2 separate regions of the Gossypium hirsutum genome follow, and region 2 is linked to region 1. The links are chromatin contacts, called in public Hi-C maps. All regions are on one chromosome and are shown on one strand. Each heading gives the region's core, a stretch centred on a gene start, on an enhancer-like site or on the middle of the called end of the contact. The rest is flanking DNA. Distances are from core to core; before and after follow the strand shown.

Region 1 (2,785 bases), core at 198-2,697:
TAAAAATCAAGCATTAGCGGCGCTTTTCAAAAAACGCCGCTAAAGATCGAGCATTAACCCCACTTTTTGGAAAATGCCGCTAAAAATGAGCATTAGCGGCATTTTTAGAGTTTTTTGGGCTTTAGCGGCTCTTTTTCAAGACTTTAGCGGCGTTTTTGAAGAAGCGCCGCTAATGCTCTATCTCTAGAGATAGTATTAATTTTAAAATATTGAATTAATTATCATTATAGTTTAGGGTTTAGGGTTTAGGGTTTAAGATTTAGGAGTTACTATTTTAAGGTTTAAGGATTATGGATTATGCTTTATGGTTTAAGGGTTGGTGTTTAAGGGTTAGGGGTTAAGGGTTATGGGTTATGGGTTTAGGGTTTATGTTTTAGGGTTTAGGGTTTAGAAGATTAAGGTTAGGGGTTTAGGGTTTAGATTAATTTGTGTTTTTTAATTTATATATTAAATAATTTCTTATGTAATTGTAAAAGAGATAATATTAATTTTAATATATTAAAATTATGATTATAGTTTAAATTATTTAAGAGATAATAGATAAATTTTATATATATTAAATGGTTTAGGATTTAAGGTTTACTTTAGATTTGTTAAATGATGAAATTTTATACAATTAATTAATGCTTTTATATTTAAAATTAATATTTAATCTAAACCATTTGATATATTTAAATATTAGATTTAAAAAAAAACATTGATAAATAAATAAATAAAAGCAACAGATTGATATGGATATGTAACTATCTATTTTGGATAGGTCCAATTTATAACAAATAAAAATGAAATACAAAAACTAAAATCATTCCACATCAAACATCTAGCAAAATAGTTATATTTTAGTTAAAAAGAAATATCTCTAATAAAATAGAGATTAGATCAGAAAAGAATAATATAAAATCATGATTAAAGTTTCAATCTTTAATAGAAATTTGATATGTGAAAGATTGATTGCTTACATTGAATAATTCTAACTTAATAATTAATTACAACCATTTAATACAATCAATTAATGCTTTTAAATTTAAAATTATTTAATCTAAATCACTTGATATATTTAAATATTAGATTTTTAAAAAAATTGATAAATAAATAAAATCACTTAACTAATAAATTTTAGACGATAAAATAAAAAAATTTTAACAGAACAAAACAATATCATTTTATTCAAAATAAAATAATTTTTTGTGACATTTTTTAAAAATACCGCAAAAGATAAGCAATAACGGCAGCTTTATACAAATGCCACAAAATTCATTTTGCTTAAAAAAAATTGGAGCCGATTTTTTCCCAAATTTCCCCCTAAAACCCAAAAACTAAAAAATCCCAAATTCGTACTGATTTGTTCACAATATCCCAAACGAAAAAAGTCAGGAAATTGGAGGAGTAGAACGACGCGCTGCGATTCGTTCTCCACGGCGTTAAGAGCGACCTTGTCGGATCTCACCCTCTCCAATCTGCTTACGAATTTTATTTTTCTAAGATTATTTTTAGAGAACTTTCTTTAGTTTCTCCATTAAAAATTGTTCATCTTCTCTTTTTTTTTTTTAACCCTTTTCATTTGCATCGTATCCATTTGTCTGTCATCATGCACCTAATTTCCATCTTAGCTAAGACGGTAAGTTCTTATACATTTGATCTTTCTTTTTCCTCATTTTGATTTTGGTTAAATGGGAAGTGTAGGAAAAAAGTAGCTGAAAGTTTTGGGTTTTGCTTGGTTGATTTTCTGTTTGTTTCACATTTTCCTACTGACCAAACAAAGGGTAAAGATAGAATGTTATTGTACAGTATCTATGAGGATTTGCATATACAATTTACATAAGTATTAGGGTTTATGACATTCATCGGTAACTCTTTTTTTTTTAAAGTGCCGCTTTCTTTAAGGATCAGCATTTCAGTGAACTCTGTTGGACTTGAATTTGAGTTGTGTAAACTGTTTGAGTATTTGGAAAGACAACATGCATTGAAGTTTCTACTCTTTATTTTTTGTTTCAGGTTGAACTATTATTCACCAATGACTTTATTCTGGAAATTTGCAGCTTTTTTGACGAGAAGTTTTAAGACTTTAAGGTTGGGTTTGGATCGACGATGTGTTTACCTACGGTTAGTGTAAAAACAGCGGTGGCGGTGAGATTAGATAACGTAGCGATACTGTAGCGTAAGACAAAAGTTAAGCTAAATGCACCGCACTGCACCTAATCACCCATCCAAACCCATCTTAAGTCTCTGCCTAAAATTTTGCTTCTTTTGTGAAAATTGTAGGCACATTGCATCTCATGGAATCTTGAAAGTATTTGAAGATATGGTGCATTATACTTATAGGTTAGGAGGTTAGAGGCGGAAGGTCTGGCTTCGAAGCAAGCCGAGGCAATAACAGCAGCCATGACTGAAGTTTTGAATGACAGCTTAGAAAATGTGTCTTTTTCAGTTGTTTCCAAGTTTGAGATGCGGAAAGTAAGCTCTTTTTTTTTTAATGCTTCCATACGTTGTATTCACTATGGAAACTTAATTTTTGTCTTGATAGAGTGAAATGACTCAAGAATCCAATCTGTCGAAGCTCAAATCAGAAGTTCAAATATCTCAGGTATGTACTTTTTTGTAAATGGACTTTGCGAACTTATCGATTTTAGTCTCCTTTTTATGTGTTTTCGACTTTTGGTATTAATGAAGTCCCTTTTAGTTGGGTTTGTTCTTATTAATGGAAGAAAGCTTAACATTTGGCCCATTGCAAATTGCTATAGAGACAGTGTTAACATGTCTAGGCCCTTCTTCACGCTGTAGTAAG
Region 2 (2,700 bases), core at 8-2,507, 40 kb before region 1:
ATATGTTTTTTATGATCTTAGATATCATAGTAAACTCCATTAACGAGTGAAGAATCATGTGTAACTCTCACAATCTTGTCTGAGATTAGCGATCTCAAATCATGTGTAATACAAAAGAAAAAGAAAACAAAAGATAGTGCTCTCTTTTATCTTTACTCCGGTTTTGATAAAAATAGAACTTATTCCATGAATCTGAATCCCCCTAAATCTTCATGAATTCGATTTAAAATCCTATAAATTAATGTTTGCAATTTTCTTTTTTATAAAAAATCGGTATTATTTTAAAATCCAATAATAATAATATATTATAATTATTATTCTTATTCTTATTATTGTTGTTATTATTGTTCTTGTTCTTCTTGTTATTGTTTTGTTGTTATTATTGTTATTATTGTTATTATTGTTCTTATTCTTATTGTTATTGCTTACAGATTAACAAACCAGTGCAAAATGAGAGGGAAAGGGAGATTACAGTGGGATCCTCCCTAATGCACCACTGTTTCGTTTGTTCTTTCAGGGATTTTACTTTGGGAAATCAAGGAACTTCAAGATTCTATCAAACTTCAAAGCAATAATAAACGAATTTGTCATTCACATAGCAGAATATACACTGTTATCCCACTTTTTCTCTGTACATTATCATGCTGGAAATTCCAAAGTTCATACCAACAAAATATATATATATCTGCAGCAAACAACTATTTAGTTTGATATTTACATAACATACAAATTAAGCACAAAGGGATAAATGATGGGCCCATAACAGTGAAATGCTCGGTCAGGTTTGCACCCGGCACCCAAAATTAAGTCTAAGCGTAGTTATCAGAGAAATACTGGCAACTTGGAAGGACTGGTGATGATATTTAAAGCCTTACCTGAGTTGGGTTCAAGTTCTCAGTCCTGCCACAACAGTGGAAGAAAGCAACAGAGGAAGCAGAAGACAGGGATTGGGGCTGAAATCAGGTGGGCGCCGGCGACAGAGGAAGTGGGAGACGAAGTGGCCGCCGGAATGGAGACGGCTGTCGACGGAACTGATTTGGGATTAAGGGGGAGGGGAGGGGACTCGATGGGAGGCTGGGAGGTATACCTAAACATTAAAATAATTAAAATATCAGTATTAAAAATTTGGGACGAGCCTGAGCCAAGGTCTGGTCCATTTTGAAAATGGGTTTCGTTTTTTGTAATTTTTTAAACAAACTTTTGAGCCTGATTAAATGGTCCGATGCATTATCAAAAAAATCAACAAAGTAAACAAAAGAGAAACTGTGAAAGGGTTTTGATGAATGAATCCTTAACTTGCTATTTTATTCTGAGACCAAATCCGTTTTTCCAAATAGAGATTACAGTAGTATCATAATTCTATTTACATAACTGCTTTAAAATCTCAACCCGTATCCATAATTGCTTTAAATTTTGAATATCTCTTTAAACCAAAGTATTTCTACTATCCGAATTAAAATATGATTTAATAAAATTATATATGGAATATTCAAATTTAGTAAAGTCAAATAATGGATTCCAATCCATTATTTGTAGAAGTCAAGTAGATCCAGATCACTCCCCAAAATTTTTAGAAATTTTTATTTTTTCCCTTTAATTGTATTTCAAATTTTAATTTACATTATTCCTTTTAATTTTTTTTTAAATTTAAGCTCATCTATTTTTTTTAAGTTTTTAAAAATTTTAATTAGACCTTTAATTTTTTTTAAATAATCTTATTAAACTCCTAAAATTTTAGTCAAACTTCCCAAAATTTAGTCTCAAAATTCATCACTGGTTTGAGGGTTATTTTGTCTTTAATCAATGGTAACATGTGGATTGTAAATTAAATAGTCAAATGTTAGATAGGCTTCGATCGAGTTCATCGATATAAATTTAGTAGTACAATTGGATTCGGGGGAGCTAAATTATAAATAGAGAGAGGGACCCTCTTTTGTAATCAACCATTGAATTCATTTGTAATCCTTCATTAATAAGAGAATACTAATTGAGAGCATTTACTCAAGTACTTGGCGTACTTTTGCTTTATTGTGGTTATTTTGTTCTTTTGAGTTGCTTCCACTATATTGTCGGTGCCTTGGAATAATTCTGCAATAATCCTAACTTTGTGAGTGTTAGGCTGACTTAGGCGCATTTAAATCGAAGAAATCGCTTAAAGCCTAACGAATTGTGAAACAAAAGGTCTAACCCCATGACACTAAGACCATTTTTTTGAAGTAAACTACGATAGAGGTCACCCAATCATGAATGTTTCTTTTTTTGTCACTCAACTATGAAAAGTTAAAAAATGATCACTCAACTATTCAATTTTTTTTTCATCACTAACAGGATAACATATAAATAGAATCACCCAAAAATCTAAGATAGTTAAGTGCACAAAAAAGATAAAATTGAATAGTTGAACGACCATTTTGTAACTTTTCATATTTGAGGGACAAAAAAATCATGGTTTGATGACTATTAATGCAGTTTACTCTAAAAACTTATATAATAAATATATGGCTTAAGTGTGTAAAAAGCACTCAAACTTTTTAAAAGAAAACAATTAGTCATGCTTTGCCAAAATCCATCAAAAAGGCTCTTTGATTATTAATTTTAGCAGTTGACCACTAAAATTAATGGTCCTCCATCATTTTAGTTAACTCTACCAAGTGATGGAAAAATGATGAAAATCAATAAAAATTAAAAAAAATCTAAAAA

What was found. Hi-C and Micro-C count contacts between places; a contact is called where the count stands out from the background.
Region 2: a Hi-C map of fibers shows a contact between it and region 1, with 2.6 times the contacts expected there. The contact joins the promoter of LOC107903891 here to the enhancer-like site in region 1. A contact is called at or near these places in 10 of 34 Hi-C or Micro-C datasets (callus, fibers, hypocotyl and 2 more).

What each region holds. Positions count from the first base shown.
Region 1 is chrD05:50,929,848-50,932,632 of Gossypium_hirsutum_v2.1, reverse strand. No RefSeq gene overlaps it. Among protein-coding and RNA genes, the nearest start is that of LOC107903888, 19 kb to the right of the region's middle. Within about 2 kb of position 1,447, at least 6 of the 9 cell types and tissues checked have an H3K27ac peak or open chromatin away from gene starts, as enhancers often do. A contact at or near this core is called in fibers, where this site is marked.
Region 2 is chrD05:50,970,234-50,972,933 of Gossypium_hirsutum_v2.1, reverse strand. It overlaps LOC107903891, which reads right to left and starts at 1,257. Exons shown (of 11, transcript XM_016830072.2): 1 at 876-1,257.